2 separate regions of the Zea mays genome follow, and region 1 is linked to region 2. Evidence: chromatin contacts called from public Hi-C data. All regions are on one chromosome and are shown on one strand. The core of a region is the stretch at or near the end of the contact, and the rest is flanking DNA. Distances in the headings are between cores, read along the strand shown.

The links. A called contact is a pair of places that touch in the nucleus more often than the background predicts.
Region 1: a contact with region 2 is called in a Hi-C map of leaf, with 2.2 times the contacts expected there. The contact joins the promoter of LOC100279852 here to the promoter of LOC103636551 in region 2. A contact is called at or near these places in 2 of 25 Hi-C or Micro-C datasets (both in leaf).

Annotation. Positions count from the first base shown.
Region 1 is chr8:177,098,823-177,104,750 of Zm-B73-REFERENCE-NAM-5.0, reverse strand. It overlaps LOC100279852, which reads right to left and starts at 3,623. Exons shown (of 21, transcript NM_001152805.1): 1 at 3,286-3,623; 2 at 2,211-2,309; 3 at 1,632-1,783; 4 at 1,400-1,472; 5 at 814-936; 6 at 392-500. The coding sequence starts at 3,411.
Region 2 is chr8:176,830,071-176,835,990 of Zm-B73-REFERENCE-NAM-5.0, reverse strand. It overlaps LOC103636551 (WRKY transcription factor WRKY71), which reads left to right and starts at 2,267. Exons shown (of 3, transcript XM_008658895.4): 1 at 2,267-2,836; 2 at 2,921-3,028; 3 at 3,170-3,980. The coding sequence starts at 2,325. The coding sequence ends at 3,599. LOC100273380 (Protein FATTY ACID EXPORT 3 chloroplastic) reads right to left here. Exons shown (of 7, transcript NM_001245909.2): 4 at 5,730-5,776; 5 at 5,594-5,631; 6 at 4,624-4,710; 7 at 4,106-4,516. The coding sequence ends at 4,626.

The sequences.
Region 1 (5,928 bases), core at 2,374-4,873, 270 kb before region 2:
TTGTTGAGGGCTCTCTTTGGTATTAGTTCATACAATCGAGGTGCCAAATCAGAAATACTTCTCCCATGAAGCCACTTATATCAATATGTCCAGAACATGGTGTTTGTTCCATCCCCAACCTCAGAAATCAAGGCCCTGGAAAAGAAGGCCCGAGCCTTACTAGGGACATGGATAGGTAATCCAGACCAAGGGCGATCAGGGTCAGTTTTTTGCAACCAAAGCCATCTCATCTTGAGAGCCCAGCAGAGCTCCTGGAGATTAGAAATACCCAATCCACCCCTAATAAGTTTAAGGACCGGAAATGTACTTTACTCAAAAAAAAATATATAAGTACAACCATAACAAGCATGTCATGCATGAGGAGGAACCATTAAGAGTTATTTACGCTCACCTAGTCCCCAAGAATCAATGGCCCATGGGGGTGATTTTCTAATTGAAGCCCAATCTGACTTTGACAGCTCCATTGGCTTGTACTGTGTTCCAACTAACCATTCAAATTGCTGCAAAAAGAAAACACACACATGGCAACAAATTCAGATAAAGTAAACATTTTATTACTTTATTTATCAAGGAATGTAATTATATAGTCCATCTCTTTTCCTCAATTTCCATGGTACTAATATGAACTAAACCCTTCTAACTTTTTTTGTTAAAGTTGACCTTAACACATAAGGTGTCCAAATGAAACAAGTTTCAAATATATTTTGTAGGAGCACAGTTTGACTTTGAGTATTACGTAAATGACATTGGAGATGGAATTGTACATGCAACATGTCTAAATAATATAAATAAAGGTGCGGGTCAAGTCCTTACCAACATGGGGCTACCAGAGGCTTCATTATTAGCATCAAATTCTGACAGAACATCAAAAGCATGAAGCTTCCAATCCAGGGTTTGTGTAACAACAACACTGGCCAAGCATACATTACCATGAACCTATATTGATCAAGTGATGGCAAACAGGTCATTTGACAATCAAATCGTTTATAGCGTTGTACTTTCTAATTATGTGTTAAGACCCCATTGTTTTGATTTAAATGCACTATATGTTACAATAATATATGTACAATCACCCACATCAATAATCAAAACATGGAAATGTTCTAGGTCAAGACTGAAGAAGATAGAACAAAAAGCCTAACTTATTTTAAGAACAACTGTGCTGCAAGCAGAATACACAAATTCACAACCACATGCTTCATAAGATCAGTTCATCATCTATAACTAAATAAAACATTGTTACAAGCAAGAAGGAATTATCAGAACAATACAATGCAAATCTACATGGAAATGTAACAAAATCAACAAAATTGAATGTTTTATCTTGCATCTAAGGAGAGATTAAAACAAGCCGGATTGCATATTACACTGCAAACTTCAACTTGATGCAGGAACTTACAAGTTTGCAGTCATTATTGAGAAAGCTCACAGCTTTGGATATCTGATGAAGCCCCCATGCAAAGTACTCATCTCTGCACCATTAGCCATAATGACAAAGTAGTCCAATATTCCAAAAAAAGGAAACATTAACAAAACAGAACTAAAACCTGATGAAAAAATGCTAGAAACTGCAGATTGTTTCTTTCTGAAAAGAATATTTCCTAAACACAAAACTACAAGTTCTGTGGTACCTCTGTGTACCACCAAGATTCAGTTCCTTGAGCTTTTCAGAAAGTGGCATAACAGGCTCTGTTACAATATAAATTGTGTATTTCATGGCAGGTCCATCCGCAGCTTCTGCTTCAGTACTGTGTAAAAAGGATAAGATATTTGGATGCCGCACCTGCAGTAACCAAAGCAGCACTGAACAGACTATATTGAGGAAACAAAAGGGCAAGTTAACCCCCCCCCCCCCCCCAACCCACCCACACAAAAAGAAACATGTGTATCATAGAAATGCTACTTCTGGTGAAGGTAAGATATAACAGAAACAATTCAGTAATGTTGTGGATGGAAGAGCACATAGAAGTATATAATGCTGAAATATCGCTAAAAAACATTTCCATCTTCTCTTTTGGCATTTTGCCTTCTCATTTGGCATATATATTTTTATGATGTTGTCTAGATTTTCTGAAAGAAGGCTCTGTTGCCATCGTTATTTTTTTAAGACTTGACATTTTGCCACCAAAGACTGCTCCTCAAGTCTAAAAGGTACATCACTATTGAATATCGGTAATAAAAAAACCCAATGACTGAAGTTGTTAGCTTACTGTTCGTAATCTCTTAACACCGTTGCGACCAGCAACCATGTGTCTGTCCTGAGGGTTGCTCCCTGACAGAGAAAAAATTGACACAGGCGACCCATCATCCTGGAGAAGACAAGGCAACAAACAATGTTGGCAATGGCATACAAACAAATCTACCAAAAAATCAGACAAAATAATCATTTGATGGGAACTGCTTAAGAAATCAAATTACATATGAAAATTCAGTACTAATGGTAAACCTAGGATGAATAATAAAACTCCATTGACAGTGTGCAATATCAGTGACAAATACATGAGTGGTAATATGGCACATGTTCTCTAAACCTCTGTGTATTTGACAATATATTAAGAATTACTAGTTTTGCAAGCCATCCAAGGTTTTGTGTTTATTTGATTTTATCGTCTTTTCTCAGCCTACAGCTGATGCGATGTGATGTAATAGTGAGATAAGATGTGTGCACAGTCAAACGAGCAGACGAAGTCTAATAACTGCACATAACTATATCACACAAAGTTGGATGGTACGGTGAATGCAACATAAGAGCTAGTAGCAGTAACATCCCCAATATCCTTTGACCCTCACCAAGTTGGATGGCATGGCACTGTAAATGGGCTCCATAGTCAAACATGCAGATCGAAGTTTAAATAACTGCACACAACTATATGTCTATATCACAAAAAATCTAAAGTACAACCAAATACCCTTCATTGGATTAACCAGACTATAGACTATACTCGAATCAACTCTGCACCGAATCCAGCGATTGTGCTTCTAAAGGGTTACTAAAGCTTGCAATAGTCCAACATAGTCACACCTACCCGAAAAAAGCTCGAGTGCTCAAAACGCTAAGCGCAGCAGACCCACAAAATTAAGAGCGTATGCAGCCACGTAGCACATGAACCACACAGCCAAGCACACGCGAAGCATAGCGTGCACAGTTCGTTCCTCCCCGAATTCGACCAACGGAACCAGTTCTACCGAACCGTACCAGTCGGCAGTCGACAAAACAAAACAACGATACATCTAAGGGGGACTGATCGATCGGGTGTGAAAGTGTGGAATGATGCGGAAGCGTACCTTGGAGGTACCGCGGTGGTGTTTCCATGAGCCCCAAGCCGATGCGTAGGGCTCGCCGATGGTGTAGGGGAAGTCCTTGAGTCCCGATCCGGATCCCGCGACCACCTCCTTGAGGAACTTGAACATTTTGCGCTACGCCTCTGGTGCTCGATCCCCCGTCGAATTTGGTGCGGCGCTTCGTCCGCCTCGATTGCCTCCTCGCTTCGGCGGCTCAGCTGCGCGCCGGCGCGGCGAGATAGATCCGGGGCGGTCGAGGGAGAAAGAGAAAGGGTGAGGGGAGAAAAGAGAGCGCAGAAACATTTGCGCTTTTACCCCTGGCCTATGATTAGACTCGTGAGAGAATCTGCAGCTGGACAGACAGCAGGAGGGCAGGCACACAACACAACTCATCATTAAAATTTGCGAGAATTTGCAACTATTTTGAGTTTTTGACAGCACAAATGCACAATGGCCATGCACGTGTGACAAGGTTTTCGGAGGCATTTGTATTTGGTGTATTTTGACAAGGAAGCTTCCTCCGGAGACAAGGTTTGAGCTCTTTAACCTTACAGCAGGCCAGCTGGGAGCATAGAAGCTGTACCTCGAAATTTGTGCTATTAGAATTTTATTTTTGGTACAGACGAAATAAGGTGTTGTTTGGTTCAAATTTTGTAACGTAAATGGTAATAGTAATGATTGACACTTGAGTAACGGCGGTAACAAGTTTGAATAAGCCGGTATCCATTTGTAGTGTGGTATTCAATTACGGTTGGACTTAAACAAACATCATTTAACATTATCGTTTGTCCATTACGTTACCAAAATCTGAACCAAACGGCACCTAAGTGTTGGATGCTTGTAAGACGCCAGATAAGCCTATGGCTCACCACACTTGAATTCTTTTATATTTAAGCCTTGTTTAGTTGTACTTGTATCCATCTTAATTATAATCCATTATGTTGAGATATATTAGGATAGAAAAATGACTGATTTTCGAGATAATTGGATTTTTGTCACTCACAATGTTGTCTTCTTGTTATAATTATCACTGTGTCTATGAAATTTGGGTCCAGTTGGGTCTATGAAATATGGGTCTGATGGCAATTTTACAAACCTGTTTCTCGCTGGTGGCAAATATCAGAACCTCTCCTGATTTTCTACACTTAATTTTTTTCATAATCTATCATAACACATATTAATTTAGACAGATATAGGTAGAGCTAAATAAATCTTTTGACATAAAAAGTAAGTTGGACACTTGTGTTTTGTCACGGTAGCAAAGCACAAGAGAAACAACTATGGGTCTGTTTGTTTCGATGGGGTAAAAACAATCTAAAATGAACATAAACACATAATCGGTTGAGTTTTTGTAATACTAGGAATCCGTCACTTTCTAGATCCTGAGTCTTATGAACAACTTTATCTTTCTCCACACGTAATCGTAATGATACCCAGATTCTCCCCACAACCAGATTCTTTCCACAGCCAGATTTTCAGAAAAGCTGGTCAGAAAAAGCTGAACCAAACATGCCCTATATAACATATGCTAGCTAGCGTAAGTCATTGAAATATGCTAAATACATAACATATGATATTGCCAAAATTATTTCTAATTACTACAATTCAATTATATGCAAGTTAATGAAAACACTGCAACTGTATGATAGAATTATGTGAAATGATTTTTCCTTACCTGCATTGTTGTCTGGTGCTACGCCATGAGCCTAGGTGGAGCTCAGGCTCATGTGTTGTTGCGGCAAGGTAATGGTATACAAGGAGCCATTCATGAAGACTTTGCTCTCCCAGTTCCACCAATAGGATGGAACAAGGCAAAGAAGCAAAGGAGCATCATCAGCTCTTCCTCGTCAACTGCATGTTTGGAGGTGCTGCTGAGAGCATCTAGAGGGGGTGAATAGATGATCCTGTAAAATCAATATTAAATAGCCACAAACTTGATTATTAAAGTGTTAGTGCGACTAAGTAGCTATGAAGCGAGTTTTTGTGAATAAAACAATTACAGAAAGGCAACACAAGAGACACGCGATTTTTATCCCGTGGTTTGGCCAAGAAACATTTACCTACTTCCACATTGTGGCGTCCCAATGGACGAGGGTTGCACTCAACCCCTTTCAAGTGATCCTATGATCAACTTGAATACCATGGTCTTTTCTCTTTTGAGTATTCTTCCCATTTGTGAGGAATTTCCACAAGTTGGAGCCTCTCGCCCTTACAATATAGATCACAAAGAAAGCACAAGAGTAAGGATGGGAGAGCAACACGCGTAAGACTCAAATCCGCAGCATAACCGCGCACACAAGTGAAGAAGTGAGCACACAAACACAGCTGTCGGGGACCATAATTAGGGGTACCCTCAAGGCTCCTAATTCTCAGTTGGTAACCCCCATCAACATAAAGCTGCAAAGGCCTGATGAGTGCGATTAAATCAGGGATCGGTCCATACGAGGGACTCGATCACGCCTCGCCCGAGCCTAGCCTCGGACAAGGGCAGCCGACCCCGGAGGATCTCCGTCTCGCCCGAGGCCCCCCTCCAACGGCGAATGTGTTCCCGGCTCGCCCGAGGCCCTGTCTTCGCTAAGAAGCAACCCTGACCAAATCGCCGCACCGACCGACCAAATCGCAGGAGCATTTAATGCAAAAGTGGCC
Region 2 (5,920 bases), core at 1,018-3,517:
GAAAATAACCGAACAAGCCCTTACTGTAGCAGTCTATCTGCGCTCGCGCATGGAACGGTATGCCCTGTCTGCCTCCACGAAGCATTAAAACCCTATACATACTCCTTTCAACTACAGCACGGCGGCAGCTTGATTACCGGCCACAGTTTCAGTTTGGTCGCATCTCATCCATATATATACACACACGCCTCCGAAAGTAGGCGTGAGCTGCCTGCCATCCTGACTGCTTATTGTAAGAAACAGAGAATACAAAGAACTGTTCTCGCTATGTTCTTTATTGATGTGTCGAGTACAAATATATATAGATTACAACTAAAGATCATGCAAGTCTGATCCTACGATCTTAAAATGATGGGCTAGGAACTGGCCTGGAGACTCGGACAGAAACAAGAAGATATGATCTAATAACAGACGCTTTACATTATCCAACACTTATGAAAGCTAATGAGCTGATTAGGCACAGCCAATCACTGCTGCTTTCATGCATGGAGACCGGCCGGGTCGCTAAACCACCACGTACGTGAGACTCTGCGCAAATTAAATGCAAGTAGCAGCAGCGCTCTGATTCAATCTTATCGCGGGCACCCTTTAATTTGATTCAACCGTGCTTCATTATATTTCCTGGACCAATAATTATGCGGCAATATGGTCGTCACTAATTAATTAATGGAAGGGAGAATTCCTCCCAGAGGTCGGCGTACGTCTCCTATTGTTTTGAAACTATTGAGTATATATGTCTCTAAACTAGCCGACCAACGTTTTGGTCAAAACTCCAACCTAGACGAAAAAAAATTGTTGCCTCTAGATCTTGACTGTCCAGTCATTCAATTCAAATATGAGTTTTGAGCTCGGTTTTGTATATGTACGCCTGCAACTAACTACAGATACAACTGTTTGGTTTCACACGAAGGAATTCGACTGAAATGAACGTTCTACGGTAAGGTGGTCTTACCATTCATCTTGCGCACGTTGGGTCGAAAACCTAGCGCGACAACTACTCTTGGTCAAAGGACGACAGAAGGAAAACAGACCGTGCTTGCTTGGGTGTCATGGTTTAGCAAGTAAATTAACCGTTCCTTTCAGTGTTTGCTCAAGTCTAAACTTGAATAATCCACGTCCATTATCATTAATTCAAGTGTGGACAAGAAAAAGAGAGCTAGAAATAACTATAATTTGGGACGAGAGAGTTTTTGCAGCTGCGAGCTTGATCGGATTATCGGAACAGTGCACGCATGACGGCAGAACCGGCATGGGGGGCAGTCGCCTAATCAAATCATATATTCCAGCGATACGACACTGACGATGAAGCAATAATAAAAGAGCTAGCTTGGCAGTTATAGCGATAGTCAGAGTCAGAGAGATACATACTAACATACGTCCACAACGGACTGAGCTCGACTGAACCCATGTGAGTCTGTCAACCACCCACCCTGCATATATATATATATATATATATATATATATATATATATATATATATATATATATATATATATATATATATATATATATATATATATATCCTACAAATACTGTCATGCGCACGTATAATTGTGGTATAAACAAGGGCGCGACACGTTTTGGTGCTAACAACTACGGCATTGACCTCTACAGTCACGTATGTATATGCATTTGACTATCGGGCTCCGGGTCACCCCGCGTGCGAGCGTATCTAATTAAGATTAGCTTATTATCGGGGACCGTAATCTATCTAATTAACCAGTGGACGACACATCTTCTCACAGCTTAATGATCTGTGTTTGCTGCTTCCAGACCCTTTGACCTCCAAAGGGGCAGAGTAGCGGCAGATGACGCCAACGTGTAGCTAGAGCTCAGAAAAGAAAAAGGAGCAGCAGAACAGATGGACCTTGTTTTGCAACCTAGCTACTGGAGGACGAGGATCACTCGCATGAGGACCGTCAGGTTGAATATGGTTGTGGGCGATGTGCTGTTTTGGATGTAGTGTGAGCGCCCTTTTGACTTTTTTTCTGCTGTTTTTTTTTCTTTCTTTATAAAAGTTACCGGACACTTCCCTCTATCTTTATAATATAATAATGTTATGACTGGCCTCTGAAACAGAGCGTTGGCCGATACAATACAATAGTATATCAGTTTTTTTAACTATATCTTCTTTTACTGTTCTAAAAATCCTATATTTTCATATATATTTTTTTAATGAAGATGCGTCAAGACCTCGTGCGCGGGAAAAAAGATGGACCTTGTCGTCTAGCGGCTCGCGCTCCACTCGGCTCGGCTCGCCGTGGACCACTTCCTGCGCCTTCCCCGCGGCTTCGCTTGGCTTGCTGGGAATCCTGAGATGTGAGATGACGACGAGACGAGCGGTCTATAAATATTGGAGATTGCGGCAAGCTCACTGCCTCTGTATCTTACTCCCGTCTCGTCGTCACTCGGCGGTTCAGCCCGCAGGCCACAGAGGCGGACCTGACCTGGCCCTGGCCACCACCGAACGAGCGACTCTTCGAGCAGACGCATCGGCAGACGAGCAGACGCATCGCCGCAGCAAGCTTCGAGCGCCAGGCATGACGCTGGACACCCCGGCCGCCGTGGTCCTGGAGCTGATGACCATGGGGCAGCAGTCCGCGGCGCACCTCGGGGACCTGCTCCGGGCCGCGTCCCCTGCTGCAGCGTCTCCGCACCAGGAGCTCGCGGCCGAGATCCTCCGCTGCTGCGGCCGCGTCATCGACGCGCTCAGGGCCGCCGCCGCCGCCAGCGGGCACAAGAGGAAGGCGGCGGCGGAGTACCAGGACGCAGCAGCAGGGGGAGGCGCCTCGCCTCCTCCTCCTCCTCCTCCTCCGGGGCCGCCACTAAAGAGAAGGTGGGGGACTGCCGTCTCGTGTCGCCTCGTCTCCCCCTTGCACATGCACAACAACAACTAACAGAAGAAGTTTCGATTTCGCAGGGCGCGCGGCGGAGAGGCGACCAGGGAAGTGACCAGCGGCACGACGGTGGACGGCTTCATCTGGAGGAAGTACGGGCAGAAGGACATCAACGGCCACAAGCACCCGAGGCAAGTAGACTACTCAGAAGGCTCACTCAGGCGCTCAGCTCGATCCGTTCCGTTCCATTCCCGTCGTGGCAATCCACTCGCCGACCGACCGATGCGAGCTGACGGCTGACCGCCTGACCTTCATCCCACCCTGGCCTGCAGGCTCTACTACCGCTGCGCGCACAAGGACCAGGGGTGCGACGCGACCCGGCGGGTGCAGCGGACGCGGGAGCAGCCCGCGGCGTACGAGATCGCCTACTACGGGGACCACACGTGCAGGGGCGCGGCCACCGCCTGGCAGCAGGGAGCGCCGGCGCCCGCCGTCGTCGACTTCGGCTCCAACTCCTGGGGATCCGCGGACACCACCAGCGGAGGCTCGCCGGCCTCGGTGCCGCTGGGAGGGTGGTGGTCCCCGTCGGCGTCGTCCGAGGTCGGGTTCGAGGCGCATGCGGCCGCGCACGAGTGGCGCGACACGGCTGCGGCTGCTCCTGATCCGGTAATGGAGTTCCTGGACGGCGCCTTCGGCTGGGAATCCGTCCTCGAGGACCGCTTTGACTTGGGCGGTCTACATGGCATCGCTACGTTTCAGTAGATTGTTAGCAGAGCAGCAGTAGATCTGGACATGTGTTGTCGCCATCGCTGTAGTACGTGAGAACAGTTAGGCCGACCGTGCAGTTAATGAGTGACAACCCCCGACCCCGACCTAGGAGGGTCTCAACAAGATGCCGTAGATCACACTAGTAATAGTATTACTATCATGTTTCAGGCAGATGCCAGAGGGATCAGAACAAAACAAAGGTATCGCGTTCTAAAAATGAGGAATGTGTTTTTTATTTTTTGGAAGAAAAAAAAAACTTCAGTACTTTCTTCCCCATTAGAAAATGGAGCGGAGCAAAGGAACAAGGTGACGTACTTTCTTCCCTATTATGTACTTTAGCAGGTCGCCTAAAATATTACCCTCTCCGTTATTTTCTATTTGTCTTTATTTGTCGTTGTTTAGTTTATAAATGATCGAGAACGAATGTACTACTACATCCGTTCTCTAATTGTTATCACATTATAATAGACGAATAGGAACAAATCACAGTGCCACTAATTGTTATCAACTTGTCATCGGCCTTGAATAGTTTTGAGCGAGCTGGAATCTACAGAGTAATAACACTGACTGTTTTCGGACACTTCACGAAACATTGAACGCTTCACCGACCTTTCGGGCTGTCCCCATGAAAAACAAACAGCAGACAAACTGAAGAGCTAACTGCATGGCCTTTGAATGTCGTTTATTGATGTTGTTCAAGTCTATCATCTATACTACATGAGCAAAGGAACAAAGGAGTGCGGGAAGAGGGCCGAGTAAACAAGCAATTCTTCTGAATCCATGTGGTCATCATGCGGACACCTTACAACCGAGCTTTGCCTGAATTGAAGGATGATGAAGGAAATCGAAAGCAAACAGGCCATAGCCTTCTGGGTCTGCGTTCCCCCATGATCATCTGATTCATCCAAGTGCTGCATGGTACATGATTTAAACTGCTTGTCATGTGATGATCCTATTGTCTGTTTGTGCGATGCACATATGAAAGCACATAAGACCGAGATTGTATATGTAAGGTTACCATTAGTTCACTGAATCACTGTTGCTGCTCAGCTCTTTGGGGCTACCAGCTGCAATGCGATAGAAGTAAAAGCCTGCCACTACTCCACTGCAGCACAATTGAGAATTAGCTTAAAACACAGACAATTCTTTTTTCTCGGACCAAAAAAAATGGCTGCAGTTGCTGCAAAGACATAAAAAACTTAAACACTGAAAGATAAGGTATTTGAACTTTAGTGTTCAATTTAAGCTACGATATGTTATGAACAATACTACAGCTGTACTCAGATGAGAGGTGACAAAAAAAGGTACAATATGTTTTAAGTCGATAAACTGTAATATATGACAACTATGGTTATCAAGTGCATTTCTCTAAAGCATTAAACAACTTATCATATATATCAATTTCCTAAAAGAAATATCACACAAGTTTTAGGTGGACAAGGTATATACAGGTACAGAACATCAACTGGATGTATAGCAGAAAAGATTGCGGGATACAATACAGAAAAAAAGGTATCTACAAGTCAAAATTCAAGTAAAAATCAGTTTCTTAGTCATATTCTCCAGATGTAAAAAGTAAAAGTGGACAGCAGTTCTAATAAGTGCACCATGACAGGAAGTACACAGACAGAACATTGCTGGATGAAACGGATAATTTTTAGGTGATAGTATGGTTTTGGAAGGATCACAAATCGGCAGTATAACAAAGAGGTGGTCTATCAGAAAATCCCAGTATAGTTGAAAGAAAAAAGAATATAAAAAAATCCATCCATCAAAGCCATGTACGGTTGTACACTGAACTGCAACCTTCTAGTCACAAAAATTAAACACGAAAACATTTTTTGTGGGTCTTGCAGGCAACACAAGCGCAGGTTGAGGCACATAAAAATGTTGTGAACCCATGCAATGTCCTCACAAGTAGCTACATGTTTCTTTGGGTGTAGAATGAAAATAATGAAAGCAATTCAAAAGGTTAAATGTGTACTGACCTGAGGAGAACCATGAAGATTTTTGGAAACCAGCCATTCTACAAGGTAGAAAGAGATGGGCAAAATTAATTTATGAGCATCATAAATTTGATAATTAATGTCACATTGTCACTGCTAGAAAGTTTGCGGTGTTTACCTGGAGAAGAACTGAAAACTCCCTGAAGAAGATGACACTGGCTATTGCTGCATGCAACAAGTGAAACACATCAAGAAATAGCTATCTAGACCCTTAGAGCATCTCCAAAAACTCCCCAGAAAATGACTCCTAAAAATCAGTTTTAAGGGACATCTAAAAAATTAGTGGGGGTAGATTTTAATTCTTTCTCC